Regions from separate parts of the Mus musculus genome. Here regions 2, 3 and 4 are each linked to region 1. A link is a contact called in public HiChIP or PLAC-seq and promoter capture Hi-C data. All regions are on one chromosome and are shown on one strand. Each heading gives the region's core, a stretch centred on a gene start, on an enhancer-like site or on the middle of the called end of the contact. The rest is flanking DNA. Distances are from core to core; before and after follow the strand shown.

Region 1 (3,522 bases), core at 600-3,099:
TGGCTCAAATCCAACCTCCCACATAGCAGTTCACAACTGTCTGTAACTCCAACTCCCGAGGATCCAATACCATCACACAGACATACATGCACACGTAAATAAAACTAAAACAAATAAAATAAAAATAAATAAATAAAATAAATAGCATTGGAGAAACAGAGCTAGAGGTGGATCACTAGTTAAGAGTACTGGCTGCTCTTCCATCGGATCGAGATTCAATTTCCAGCACCCACAGCAGCTCACAAAAGAACCAAGAGTCACTAGGGAAAAGGGCAAGAGGTAGGTGACACAACTTCCCTAACCCTCTGCCACCCAGTCCCTCCAGGTGCCACCTCCACAGCACCCCAGGCCTAGTCACTTGGCCAGGAGCCCTGTTGCAGGTACACCTCAGTGCCCAGGACTGTGGAACTCTGCAGCCTTCTTCACAGTTATGCCTCATATACCAGTGCAATCCTGAGCAAGTCTCAGGACCACTTTATGCCTTAGTTTTCATAGTGTAAAAATGGGCAAAGCCTCGCCTACCCAGGCTCTTCATGGAACCCTAAGGGTGACACACGAGAAAGGAGGTAGGGCCCTTCTGTGTTAAAAGTTCAAATCATGGAGTTATGCCTCAGCCTGATCTCGCAGCCTAGGCGCAGAGCCAAGGTACACAGTGCTGAAGGAATGGAGCAAGAAATGAGAGAGGTGGTAGCAGAGTGATCCCAGTCACCCTGTAGGTGAGACGGGGATCCAGAACACTCCCAGAGTGTTCAAACTGTAGGGTGGCCACCCTCCTCGTGGTAGCCGGAAGGGGGAACCAGGCAAGGGAGGGCAAAGGGCTTCCTCTTGCCCTCCAGGTTCTCAATGTGCCTGACCCCGAGGCTTCTTCAGCTGGAGAGGACAGACAGAATTCCAAGGCTTCAACCTTGGATGGTTTGTGGAATTCCTGAGCCGTGCACTGTTGCCCACAGCTATAAAATGACTCAAGTCATCAAAGGCCAACTCCCTGACAGGAACACTGAGGACCACACATCTTTTAATAATGGGGTAAGGCTAATGCTTAGCGGTATAGGAAAGGCTCCAACACAGGTGGGCTGGGCCTCTCATTCACAGAAGGAACCCCGGCCAGCAGGTTTTAGCCCCAACCTCCGACAGGCAGAAACCACCGTCTCTGTTCATCACCCCACCCTGCACATCTAGAGCACATGGTAAAAACTGCCTTTGCCCAGACCACCCCCCATTAGAGGTTCAGCTTCCACCCCACTCCACCTCACCCCGGTTTTGCCCACCCACCTTATCAATAAAGGAGGCAAACTTGTTGTTGAGGGTCTTGATCTGCTCGCGCTCCTGGGTGCGCACCCGCTGAATCTCGGGGTCTATCTCCACATTGAGAGGCGTCAGCAGGCTCTGGTTGACAGTGACTTCCTGGATGCCCCCGGGAGGACAGACTGGCCCAAATGTCTGCCTGCTAGCCCCTAGGCCCACATAGGCCCCACTGCCAAAGCCTCCTAGTGCCCGGCCAGAGGAGGCCCCACAAGCCATGCTGACGGAGATATTCTTGCCTCCCAAGTTGTAGAGGCTCCGGCTGCCAAAGCCCCCGGAGCTGGACCCAGAGCGGACCCCACCGCCACCGCCGCTCCCCCTGGACATAGTCACTGAGCTGTAGCTGGTTCGCATCCGACTCCCACCACCTCCGCTGGCTGAGTTAGAGCTGAAGCCTCCTTTAGTGGAGAAAGTCTGCCTGGACAAAGAGGACCGCATGATTGTCAGCGAGAAAGCAGCTGAGAGCAGGAGGGAATCAGCCGGAGTGAGCTACTGAGCCACCAAACACCTTTTTATCTTTTCCCAGCTGGGCTGGCCCTGGGTTCCATGCACTCCAGCTGTGATTACCACAGGTGAGAGGGAGGGGCCGGGGGGGGGGGGAATCTCCTCTCCCCCAGGATGTGGGAGGGCCTCGCCCAGCCATCACTGAGACTGAAGTGCTGCTCCTGAGCAGAGACTACTTGAGATGGGAAGCACCCCACCCCCACTCCCCCCACTCCCACCCCACCCCACCCCGTAAGCCCTCCTCACTTGGAACAGGATGATAGGGCTCCTACAGCTACCCTCACCACCCAGTGGCTGGCTTGGTCTCCTCCTACGCAGCCCTGATGGCCTGCTGTCAATGGGGCTCTGTTTTGTGGGGTTTGTCCCAGGGCCTTGTGGTAAGCCAAGGCCCCAGGGCCCAGTGCTGTGCAGGTGGCAAGGGAAGGTGCATTGGGCAACGGGTTGTAGAGAGGGTGCCCAGGCCTGCTCCAGTCCCACCCTCCCAGCCCACAGCCTCCTGTCTCTTGGCAGGTCCAGCGTGGGGGGCACAGGTGACAGTGCAGGGGTGGAGCAGCTACTCTTCTGTCTACACTGGCAGGTGTCTGCTGGGTGGGAACCCTGTGTGGGGTAAAGAGGATCCAAGGAAGAAAGGAGGGTCCCTGCCCAGCCATAGGCCTGGCTGAGCACACAATGTGGGCTGGATGGCTTTGACTCTAACTAGACATAGCAGAGCACACCTATATCCCAGCACCCTAGGGGTGAAGGTGGGAGGGTCAAAAGTTCAAGGTCACCCAGCCTCAAAACCAAAAAAAATGAATAAATAAAAGGACAAAGAAAGAAAAGGAATGCCCTGTCACCACAGGCAGGGTGTCAAAGCTTAGGAACCCAACTGCTTTTCCTGGGGCTGGAACTGTGGCCACCCCTAAGCTCTTCCTTGGTGGACCTTTCCCAGTGGGGCCCAGACATTTTGGAATACTGAAAATGCACATGTATCCAAGAAGCCCCAAGTGTCTCATGCTGTACCCCCATAACCTTCTCCTTTCCTGACCACAAGGACTCCACCTGCTCAATTCAGAAGAACAGGACACTCCTGATCACTTCACACCGGCCTCCACTCTCTTCCCAGTCAGGCTTCTAGAACCAAGCACAGCCCAAGCAGAGCTGGAGAGACTTCAGGTACAGGATCACAGATAGTGGGAGAAGACCTTGAGACTGCTCCCCACACCCCCTCGCCTCTCCATCATTCAGCAAGCAGAGGGCAAAGGGGCAGAGACTGGGTTGAGGCAAAGATGGAGCAGTGTTGGCTCTGCCAGGCTAAAGCTCGGATCCCAAAAGAGATGCAGAAGACCCCGGTGAGGATGGTGGCTTCTAGGCTCCAAAGGAAGCTGGGAATCTTTCCCTGGGGCCACTGGGATATTCAAGAGGCTCCTGTTCACTTGAAGCATTGAACCCAGCTCCTAGCAGTCGCAAAGAGCCACAGAAGTAGCCCCTTAATGCCACCAAGACTCCTTGGAGTTAAGGACACCAGGCATCTGGGAGAGCTGGTCTGAAAGACCAGTTCTCAGTGACCTGTGTGCCTTTGGGACACTCTCCACCTCTCTGAACCTCATCTAAGCATAACCCACCATAGAAGTCCTTCGGGAAAACAATGCCCTTGGAATGAGCCATCGTCTCCCACCAACCAACCTCCGTCTCCTTTCCCCAGGCTGAGAACACTTTCTCAGGCTCCCTTATCTC
Region 2 (3,522 bases), core at 642-3,141, 700 kb before region 1:
CAGTTCTGGAACCAGTAGGGGCTCTCCTCCCTCCCCTAGCGAATCTGTCCTGGCAGCCTGGAGCTGGCATGCCCCGGGCCATATCATCCAGAAGCAAGCACCCGGTGCCTGAGGTCAGAATACCCTGCTTGGTGGCTTGGACACACCCCTTAGCAGCTGATGCCACTAGACAGATCACACCCTGTTCCTGGCTCTGCAACATGACAGCGATCATTTGAGTGCGCTGCTAGCTCCCGGGTTTGCCGCGAGGTCGGAACAGAAGTGTTTTGTAAGTGTAAACGTTAGAGAAATGTAACATACACACACTTTCACTGCTGGGAGGCTAACTGAAGGTGGGTTTGTGGAAGGGATTAAGTTAGCGAGGGAGAAGGAAGATAAAAATAACAAGTGCCTTTCACCAAGTGCTTATTAGGAGCCAAGGCCGAGGAAAGTGATCCGAAAATATTGTCTAATTATAGCCAACACTTACACAGGGCTGACCTTGGGCCAGGAGCTGTTTAAGTGCCTCATGCATACAAACTGCTCAGATCCTCGTGACTCAGGGGAGAAGGTGAGGCATGAAGTAGTTGGTTTGTAGACCGGCTCATGCGAACGGGGCTGGCATTCAAACCACAGCGATTTGTCCCCTGTCATGGTCTCTGAAGTCACGACCACACCTCAAAGAAGATATTCTTGCATTTCCTTATAGTAAAGCCACTGGAAACACACCATGAAGGTGTATTTGAGTCCAGACTACCCACTGGAGAATGGAGAGCAGTGGGAACTGGCACAGGGTTCCCCCACCCCACCCCCCACCCCCGCCCAGGAACAGGGCAGATTCGAGCAAAGGCAGAGCTTGGGGGAGAGGGATTAATGCGTGGGAAGGGAGGATGGCCTATCTTCTGGATCCAGAAGGAGGAAGCAGGCTGACAGGCTGTGTCGCTCTCCTCAGTGATGGATTCCCTTTTTCCCTTCCAAGCCTCGGGGCTCCTCCTCCTCCGCTCTGAGGTGCTACTCTGACTGGAGAAGGTGAGAACAACCCCAACCCTGCCACAAGCTTCCCTCAAACCATCTCCTAGCTTCTAGCCTGTTATACAACCTGCGCTCTGTCCACACTCGGAAATAACCATGGCTCAGCAGAATGGACTTGGGGGCATGATGAATGGTCCTTAGGACGATCAGCTGACGGCCAGCTGCTCCTGAAGTGACCTGAGTGCCTGCCATAGCTCAGGTTCCCCAGCCCTTCCTGGGAAGTGGCCCTGCCTGGTCTACAGGAAAAGTCTTAACGCGGCTCTGTGTTTGGGCATCATGATAATCATGATTTTGATGAGTATGACCACCCATTTCTGTATCTCTTAATATCTGTCAAGCCTGGGGATGCACGCTTGTAATCCCAGTTACTCGTGGAGCTGAGGCAGGGGGATTGGAAATTCAAGACTTGCCTGGGCTACAGGGTGAGTTCTATACTGGTCTCCAGATCTTGTATAAACTCTGTTTCAAAGTGAAAAATAAAAAGACTGTGGCTAACGCTTAGTGGTAGAGTGTTGGCCTACAATGTGAGAGGCCCAGGTTCCATTCCCAAAGCCACAGAAAATAAATGAATAAAGGCTGGGGAACAGGGGAGCCTGCAGGGCCCTCTCCCACCTCCCGCACCCTCTCACTCCCGCGCAGTACTCTGCACCTTCCTCGGCAGTTTATGGGTCCTGGATTTTCCGAGTACAGCTCAAGGCCCAGAGGACAGGGGCCCCAAAGGTAACCCAGGTTCTCTAAGGGGAACCACCACGCTGCCTGCACAGGGAAGGACTTAGTCTCCTCTGGCACCCTCTGCCTGCCTGACTCTCCTCTGTGGGGCCTGTCAGCAGTAACCAGAGCTGGCTCGGTGGCTGAGAGCAGTAGGAACACCCGTTTCTTGGCAACCGGGGACAGCATACAAGATCCAGTTAATCACCTGTGCCAGCAGGTCAGTCCTCCCACAGCCTCCAGAGCGGCCCCTGATGGCCAGAGGCATGAATCGTTTCTACCCCAGCACACCTAAGGTTCTAGCGGGAGCTAGAGGCTCTTTTCCCTTGTTTCCTGTTTCCTCAATAAACAAACAAACAAACAAACAAATAAATAAATAAATAAATAAATAAATAAAATATATAATTGGTGCTTATTTTGTATGATATATAAAATATAATTAATATATAATATACAAAATATATTGTGTGATATATGTGTGTGGATACACACACACACACACACACACACACACACACACATATATATGTATGTATTCCATCTGTGTATGTGTGTATGTGTGCTGAGCCTTGCATACCAATGTGTTTATATGTTTTGTTCTTCAAGACAGGGTTTCTCTGTGTTACCCTGGCTGTCCTGGAACTCTGTTGACCAGGTTGACCTCAAACTCACAAAGATCTGCCTATTTCTGCCTCCTGCGTGCCGGGGATTAAAGGCATGTCCCACCACCATTGGGGCTTTCTTTCAAGTTTTAATTTGTGTGTGTGTGTGTGTGTGTGTGTGTGTGTGTGTGTGTGTTTGCCTGAGGTGGTGGGTAGTTTTTAATGTCAATTTGACACAGGCTAGCATCATTTTGGAAGGAGGAACCTCAACTGAGAAAATGCCCCCACCAGATTGGTCTATATGCTTGTGGTCTGTCTCTGTCTTCTTAATTAGGGATTGATGTGGGAGGCCAGGGTTTTGTGGGTAATATTATCCTTGGGCTGGTGGTCCTGGGTGTTATAAAAAAGCATGCAGAGCAAGCCATGAGGAGCAGCCAGTAAGCAGAACTTCTTCATGGCGTCCTCATCAGTGTTTTATCACAGCAAGAGAAACTCCAAGACAGTTTGAATGTGTGGGCATGCAACGTATGCAGAGGCTAGGATTTGAAACTAGTAGCCAGCTCTTATGACTGAGCCATCCCTCCAGCCAGCCAGAGCTCTTGCTTTTTTGATTCTTTTTAAAAGATTTTATTTTATATCTATGACTACACTGTCACTGTCTTCAGACACACCAGAAGAGGGCATCATATCTCATTACTGGTGGTTGTGAGCCACCATGTGGCTGCTGGGAATTGAACTCAGGACCTCTGGAAGAACAGTCAGCACTCTTAACCACTGAGCCATCTCTCCAGCCCAAGGTTTTGTTTTTATAACATGTTGAAATCCATTACGCAAAATTACAATTATTTATTTATTTTTTGGCCCCAACTCTGTAGTAAGATGTGGAAGTCAGAAGAAACCACTTCAGCTTCCTCTCTGGGAGGCAACAGCAGCCACAGTGTGCCTGTGAGGCCACAGGGCCCCAGATGGGAACTCTGTCTTGTTTCTTCTCAGCATGTGACAGCTTCTTGGGGTCACAGTTTCCTAAATACCAAAGCAGTGCTTACCTTACAGGGCCGGTGAAAGAAGAGACAAAGCTAAGGAAAGCTTAAGCACAGAGCCTGGCCCAAGGCCCTGCACGATGGATGCAGCAGGGTCTCCTCTCTGGCAGGTCCTCCACCACACCCCTCTCTAGCCACGTATTTTAGTCTGCTGCTTTAAG
Region 3 (3,522 bases), core at 554-3,053, 650 kb before region 1:
TCCACACAGGCCTATCCACACAGCCCCATCCACACAGCCCCGTCTACACAGGCCTATCCACACAGCCCCATCCACACAGCCCCGTCTACACAGGCCTGTCCACACAGCCCTGTCTACACAGTCCCATCTACTCTGTGTCTTCTTCTGAGCTTTGCTCACCTCTGAGGAGACTGAGCACTGCTGAGTGAGCTCCTGTGGGGAGGGACACTGAAGCTGATGCTGGCTGGGGCCTGGGCGTGGTCCTGGAGCAGGGCAGCTAGAGATGTGCCTGCATTCTCTGGCTGTTTTCCTGGCAGGGTCAGGTTTTCTGCTCAGCCTCCGGATGCTCTGGCTTGGCACTGAAGAAGGTGTCTTCACAAGTTTCCCTGGTGTGCTTTGGTCTAGGTGTGTCCTATCTTTTGTTTTGTTTTTGTTGAGGTGTAAGTTAGAGGTGACCCTTTCTTGTTTTGTCTTGTTTTTGAGGCAGGGTCTACATTGTCCAGTCCTGGGACTTGCTTTATAGCCCAGGCTAGCCTCAAACTCAGATCCACCTTGCTAGCTGGCTCTGTGATCTACTTGAGTCCGAAGTTTCTAGGTAGTCCTAGCTGGCCTCAAACTCATGCTATAGTCTGACCTTGGGATTCCGTGCTATTCTGACCTGTTTTATGTTGGGCTGGGATTTAAAACCTGAAGCTTCCTGTTGGACAAGTTGCTAGGCAGGCATTCTACCAACTGGGCTGTATCCCAAGTCTCTCCAGAGTGGCTTTATGTTTGAAATGGGAACTTGAAATTTGCTAAAGGATCTTGCAGCAGACCCGGGCAGGCTTCTCTGCCTGCAGATTGCACTGGACTTGACCCCTGGCTGTGTGACAGGTACCCAGCTGGCAGTGGCTGTGTAGACACCAAGACAGTGATGTGTTCACCCTCTGCAGAATTATGATTCCCATGAGGTAGGACCGTGGGCCAGATCTCTGCTCCCTTCCTAAATTGTTTCAGTTCATAATTACATCAGTCCCTACACCCCTCCTTGCTCTCTAGATCTGCTGTGTTCTCGGTAAAGAGGACTTCTTGGACAAGAAGACAGGAGAGAAGGAATGGAGGTAGGCCTTGCTATCTGGGTACTTCTAGCCATTCTCTCTGCCCTGGGGTCTGGAGTACTGTGTTCTGCCTGTCTGCCCTGAAGGAAGACTTTCCACCATTCGGACTGTCCTGTGTGTGAGAATTGTTTCAGGAACAGAAAGCTGTCTGTCCCGTGCTTTGCTCAGAGTGGTCAGCACTTGGGATGGGGTCTAAGAATTGTAGACACAGCTGGGCAGTCATGATGACCACCTTTAATCCCAACACTTGGGAGGCAGAGGCAGAGGCGCAGGGGCAGAGGGGCAGAGGGGCAGAGGGGCAGAGGGGCAGAGGCGAGGCAGAGGCAGGTGGATTTCTGAGTTCGAGACCAGCCTGGTCTACAGAGTGAGTTCCAGGACCGCCAGGGCTACACTGAGAAACCCTGTCTCGAAAACAAACAAACAAGAATCGTAGATGCTCTGAAAGCCCCGAGGATGCAGAATCTTGGCCTTTTTCTATGGAGGAAAGTCGTGGAAACGGGCCTTTTAGGCTTACCTGGCAATTTTGAATGATGGACATAGGTTTGGAGAACAGATAGGCTGGGCCTAAGGATCCAGCCTGTCAGAGAAGGACCTCGAGGCCACTCTGGAGGAGTCTGTCTAGGAGGGGCCTGAGCGCTGCTCTGCACGCACTTGGGTAGAGTGGGCGGTAGGGCCCTGGGAGGCCCGCCCCTTAGAGACTTCTGACACAGCCTCAACTCTCAAGGGTAGTGTGCACATCTGGGCAGCTGGTGGGAGCATGAACGGCTCACAGGTGGGAGCTGCAGCCAAGGCTGCCTGGCTGAGCTGCTGCAACCAGTCCGGGCTGCCACTCGGACCCCCAGAGGGGCCACGCATGGTGCAGGCAGTCGTGCTGGGCGTCCTGTCACTTTTGGTGCTCTGTGGGATCCTGTTCCTGGGTGGTGGACTCCTCCTCCGCGCTCAGGGCCTGATAGCCCTGCTGGCCCGAGAAAGGCATTCAACCCCCGAGGCTGAGCCTGGTGCCTGTGGAGGGGATGACGACTCCTAGGTGTCAGCTGCTCTTGAGATTCAGCCTGTTCTGTGCCACGCCATCCAGAGTTCATTTCTGTGAGGCACAGCGGAAGGTCCAACCCACAAGCTCTTATTTCCCGCACAGGTGAGAGCCTTGAGACACAGGGAGTCTGGGGTTGGGGCTGCGTGGGGTGGGCACAGTGATGGTCTCTGTTCTCATTAGGTGGACATCACTGGGTACAGACAGCTGCTCAAGGCCAGGGTAGAGCTGGAGGTCCCTGTGCCTCTGAGGCACAGACAGCCTTCGTGTCCCTTATGCTAAAGGAGGGAGGCCGGAGAGTTCTGTGAATGGGAGCTCTTTGTGTACCTATGTTTCCCCGTGTTCTGCATCTGCCCAGGTTAACTTGTGGTCTGCTGGACTCAGCAGGACCCTCTGTTCTAGAGGCTAATACAACCCAGCCTGAGCTCTCAGCTTGCTGCTGTCTCCTTCCCAAAGCTTCTGTCCAGGGAGGGAGTGGGCAGGCTGGGGCCCACCGGAGGTGAAGGTAGAGGAGAGAGATTCTTCACTCCCATTAGAGGTACCCCTGGTTGGGTGAACAGTGGGGACAGAGAGATGTGCCAAAGACTCCTCTCCTGGCTCCCCGCTCACGTGTAGCTCAGCCAGAAGCTTTGTGTGCTGTGTTGGGGGTGGGGACAGCAAGGTTTCGTGCAGGAGCATATGCGGAGGAAGGAGAAGGCTGAGTACTCCCAGCTGTGGGGGCTGCGTCTGGGTCTCCCGCCTCTAGCTCTCTAAGGACAGGAACCATCTGGAGAGAAGGGTCTGGGTGGCCCAAAGGACAAAGTAACTCCAGTCCAAGGCCACCTCAGGCTGAACCATGAAATGGGGGTGGGGGGTGCCTTTACCATCCCATTGATATTCAGCTGTGTGTAGGGGCTACTGGGGACGTCTGTGAGTGGCCGTCTCTTGGCGACTCTCAAGGCTCCTACTTTCAAGTTACCGCCAGGAATACGGTGGTGCAGGATGCCCGTGATGATGGCCTGGTGAGGGGCTGAGGGTGTGGGTAGGTGGAGGTAATCTGCTGTGAAGCTGACGATGTGTGATCCTTGCTTAGCACCTAAGGGTTTGGCACCAATTCTGGGCAGCCGTGCCATGTTAGCCTCAAGAGTGACAGAGTTCACATCTGAGATGTCTCCTCCACAGCCGGGGAGTGCACTGCCAGGGCAGGGCAGTGTGTGTATGTGTGTGTGAGTGTGAGTGAGTGTGTGTGAGTGTGTGTGTGTGTGCTGGTATGGAGGGGGGTGGGCAGGGCCCAGGGAACTGTCCTCCTTCACTTTCTGGTCTTGGGCACCGGCTCCTCCCCACATTCTGCAGTCTCCCACCCTGTGCCTTCCCCCATCTCTCCTCAGTGGGGCGGAGGGCATCTAGATTCCCTTGAACCCCCTCACTGACAATCAG
Region 4 (3,522 bases), core at 752-3,251, 610 kb before region 1:
TGCCTCCACCTCTTCTCTCACTCTGGACTGCGTCTGGGTGTTCTGGCCCCTTTGAGCCCTGACTGGTGGTGGGTTCAGGCTCAGCAGAGTGAGGCCTGTCCTTCCCTTCCCTCCTGGGGTGGTGAAGCTGGGCCTGCACCTCGCCTCACCTTAACCAGAAGGGTTACCTGAAGATGGCTGTCCCATCTTGTCATGGTTCTCACATTTTGAGAGCCTGGCTGAGCGGCTAGGGTCAGGGGCCCAAGGGGTCAGGGGTCAGGGCTATGGCTATGCAGCCTGGCCTGGAGCTGGATCATTCCTTCATGGGGGAATTTCTCTTCTGCCTCTATTACCTGCCAGGTTCAGGCCCTGGGGAAGCCAGGAACTGGACTCTAGTGCCCAGGCTGGGTGTCCTGGTGGGCTGCAATCTTGGCCTGAGCCCAAACTGTCCAGTCTTCCCTGGCTCAGCTCCCAGTTCCTCATCCAGACCTGGTTAGTGGGGGGTTGTCTCCCTTTTGCCTCTGCTGCAGGGACTTAGGTGGGGTGGTAGTGGTGGTGGTGGTGGTTGGGGGTGGGGAGGCCTGTGATTCCCCCCACCCTCCGCCAGTGGGACCATTAGAGAGGGGTGGGGACAGGTGTGTCTCTGAGTGATTCAGGCTGGATGCCGAAGCCCTTAGCTGGTGGCTTTTTTTCTCCCACTGGCCTGGCAGGTTCATGCCCCAGCTCTGAGTCATTAGGGTGTGGTCAAGCAACCTAGCAGCACAGTAGATGCTCGTGGCGACACACCTGGATTAGGGCATTGTATCCTGACTGCAGAGGGGCCTGACTGGTGGTGTGATGTTGTTGGTAGTGTTGTGAGTGTTCCCAAGGTGTCCCTTAGTGACTAATGGCCCCTGCCCCTGGAGCAACATCAGCTGGGTTCATCCTCCCCATGTTCCCTATCTGAGAACCAGGTGGGCTCATGGCAGGGGTGAGAGGAATTGGCTGGGGTTTGGCATCTGCGGGTGCAGCTGAGACCCTGAGGGGCACACAGGTCTTCCTAGGCACTCTGCAAAGGGCACCCCTGGGTTACTGAGTGCTGATTGCTTTGGTGTCAATTATGGGTGTTTCATAACGTGGGGGGGGCGGTTCCCACATTTCCATGTCATAGAGGGGGCTCTGGGAGGCTGTTGCTGTCCACTCACATGGCCAGTGAGGCCTGAGACAGATGTGTGGACATCAGTGATGCTGCCCTGCCCCCTCCTTGGTCCACCTCACTGCTAAGACCCATCAACATCTTTGTTTAGAGTTAAGCTGGACCTGGCACCTGAGCCTTGTTTCCCTGAAGAGTGATGGGGCCAGCAGAGCTCTCCTGACTCCCACAGGCTAGGAATGGCCATGCCTGTCTCTGAGGGAACAAGGACTGGCCGTGGCTGGTGTGGTCCAGGACTTTGAGTGTCAGGCAATGAGGGGACCCTGATCTATTCTTCACATTTTCAATGTGTCTTGGATAGGAGAGGTCATTTAGCTAAGGTGACATTGCCACCATGCTGACTGTCTTGCTCTGGCTGCCTTTTCTGCCTCTGAGGTTTGCCCTAGAATCTGGACAGGCATCTCTTGCCCTTATATTACAGGAGGTGCCTTCTGGGATATTTTCTTTCTTTGACAGGGACAAGGCACAAAATGTGGGTCTCTAGAGGATCACCCCCTCTTCACAGGTGACTGTGTGTTCCTGGGTAAGTGGTAGGGGTCAGGAGGGCCAGCAGGGATGTAAATCAGGTGTGAGGAGAGGCAGGGCAGGTTAAGGGGCTGTTAGGAAGGCTCCATTTCCCTCAGAGGGGCTCTTGGTGGCCAAGGCAGGCTTAGGGTATCCGAGGTTGTCTAGACTGGCTGATTTTCCCCTGTAGGGTCCCCAGGAGGAGGGTGGCAGGTGAGGCTCCTGCTTGAGCACTGGCTCCACCTCCTCTGCCCGTACCCTCCAGAGTCTGCCAGAAGCTGTCCCAGCACAGGAGAAAGTTCCTTATTAGGTAATGAGTGTCTCCTGCCAGGTGGGGAGAGGACAGGCTGCCTGCCAGGCCCAGGCAAAGCCCAGCCTCTGTGGTGTCTCCGAGCTGGCACTGGCCCTGAACCCAGCTCTCCTATACCTATCTGCCTGTGCAGCCCCTGATGTCTTCCTCGAGACTCCAGTGGGCACATGGGAAGTAGGAAGGTGGCTATGTCACCCTGGTCACTGTCATATGAGTGGATGGCTAGGTTACCTTCACTGCTCTCTCACAGCCTCAGGCCATGGCAGCTAGGCTGGTGCTCCCTCCCTGCTGGTGCTCCCTCCCTGCTGGTGCTCCCTCCATGTTTGTGCTCCCTCCCTGTTGATGCTCCCTCCGTGCTGGTGCTCTCTGGTCTCTCTTGTCTGAGGTTCATAGGAGGAGGGCTCGGCAGGGACCTGGCCTGAGTTATACTGGGCATAGCTTCTTGTCTTCCTGATCTGCTACCTGCACCCCCCCTCCCCACTTTCTGGCTCTCTCCCAGCTTCTCCTTGGGAGGTTGGCTTCTCCAAATTCCCAGATCACCACTACCTACTCATCCAGTCCTTGGTGCAGAGAGTTCTGCCTCATCCTGTGCCCTGGCCTGTGTGTACTAGGGGCACCCTCCAAGGTTGGGCCTGAGAGATGAAAAGTAGGACTCTGTAATACCAGGGGCTTTGGGGGCAGGATTTGCTTTGCTTTTTGAAGCAGTCTTAGCACAGGACTCTCTGGAAAGGGCTTTAATAGCAGTCTCACGGCAGCTCTGCTGACAGACAAGGAGGCCCTGGAAACAGCTGTGGGAAAGTGAGGGTGGGTGTAATTTCCCAGGAGCTGGAGACAGCTGGGAACTCAGAGTCTAGGTCACACCTCCCCTAACTCCTTGCCCTGGAGTCTAGTGCCTCTTACTGTACCCTCTATGATTGTTTAGGTCCCCTCTCCCTTACCTCAGCTTCCCTGCCTCTTAACTTGTTCACTCTGAGGACCTTGCTTACTGAGATTTTTGCAGGGTGGCTTTGTGTGGAGACAAGCAGAATATGTGAATGTGTCTAATGCGCAGAGCCACCTTCTCCCTTCTCCAGCCCTCTCTGCATGGAGCAGAAGGGACCAAGCTCCTGTGCTCATAACTACCACAAGCTTTGGGGCTCAGGGACCCTTCCCTGTGTCTTGTAGTTTTATAAATTAGATAATTCAAGCAGGCAGTTCTGCCTAATGCCAAGCTCTAATCTCGCCATTTCAAGCCTCTGCCTCTAAGCAGTGGTTTTCAAGAACTTCCTGATTCTGCAACCATGTAACACAGTTCCTCGTGTTGTGGTGACCCTCAATCACAAAGCTACTTTTGTTGCTACTTCTTAATCTTGCTACTGTTACGAATCACAATGTAGACATCTGTGTTTTCTGATGATTTTAGGCTCCCCCTGTGATAGGGTCACGACCCACAGGTTGAGAACCATTGCTCTAGAGGATGGGCTGCCTGGTGCTTCAGGACACAGTGCACTGGAGGTCGGCTTACAGGTGCCTTTTCTCCCTGGGCCCATCCCCGTGG

Evidence for each region. Promoter capture Hi-C pulls out the DNA fragments that hold promoters and counts their contacts. HiChIP or PLAC-seq counts read pairs in DNA pulled down with a chosen protein or histone mark.
Region 2: a contact with region 1 is called in a FOXA1 HiChIP or PLAC-seq map of pancreatic cancer cells. The contact joins the enhancer-like site here to the promoter of Krt79 in region 1. A contact is called at or near these places in 5 of 39 promoter capture datasets (3T3-L1-derived adipocytes, hippocampal neurons, liver and 1 more), 1 of 15 datasets of contacts at CTCF or cohesin (the NIH/3T3 cell line), 1 of 484 Hi-C or Micro-C datasets (liver) and 1 of 115 datasets of contacts at active chromatin or transcription factors (pancreatic cancer cells).
Region 3: a contact with region 1 is called in a promoter capture Hi-C map of stem cell-derived epiblast-like cells, with 5 times the contacts expected there. The contact joins the promoter of Smim41 here to the promoter of Krt79 in region 1. A contact is called at or near these places in 12 of 39 promoter capture datasets (the 3T3-L1 cell line, the SN4741 cell line, cranial neural crest and 8 more), 3 of 115 datasets of contacts at active chromatin or transcription factors (embryonic basal ganglia, embryonic stem cells and pancreatic cancer cells) and 1 of 9 other capture datasets (pancreatic islet).
Region 4: a contact with region 1 is called in a promoter capture Hi-C map of the 3T3-L1 cell line, with 12 times the contacts expected there. The contact joins the enhancer-like site here to the promoter of Krt79 in region 1. A contact is called at or near these places in 25 of 39 promoter capture datasets (the 3T3-L1 cell line, 3T3-L1-derived adipocytes, the C10 cell line and 15 more), 1 of 15 datasets of contacts at CTCF or cohesin (the NIH/3T3 cell line) and 6 of 115 datasets of contacts at active chromatin or transcription factors (T-cell acute lymphoblastic leukemia, a colorectal cancer cell line, embryonic basal ganglia and 3 more).

The regions. Positions count from the first base shown.
Region 1 is chr15:101,938,475-101,941,996 of GRCm38.p6, forward strand. Krt79 (keratin 79) reads right to left here and starts at 1,850. Exons shown (of 9, transcript NM_146063.1): 1 at 1,273-1,850. The coding sequence starts at 1,740.
Region 2 is chr15:101,240,955-101,244,476 of GRCm38.p6, forward strand. No RefSeq gene overlaps it. Among named protein-coding and RNA genes, the nearest start is that of A330009N23Rik, 18 kb to the left of the region's middle. Within about 2 kb of position 1,892, at least 83 of the 459 cell types and tissues checked have an H3K27ac peak or open chromatin away from gene starts, as enhancers often do. A contact at or near this core is called in liver and pancreatic cancer cells, where this site is marked.
Region 3 is chr15:101,291,422-101,294,943 of GRCm38.p6, forward strand. It overlaps Smim41 (small integral membrane protein 41), which reads left to right and starts at 1,804. Exons shown (of 2, transcript NM_001369218.1): 1 at 1,804-2,211. The coding sequence starts at 1,834. The coding sequence ends at 2,103.
Region 4 is chr15:101,330,585-101,334,106 of GRCm38.p6, forward strand. No RefSeq gene overlaps it. Among named protein-coding and RNA genes, the nearest start is that of Gm52200, 14 kb to the left of the region's middle. Within about 2 kb of position 2,002, at least 65 of the 459 cell types and tissues checked have an H3K27ac peak or open chromatin away from gene starts, as enhancers often do. A contact at or near this core is called in the HPC-7 cell line, pancreatic cancer cells and trophoblast stem cells, where this site is marked.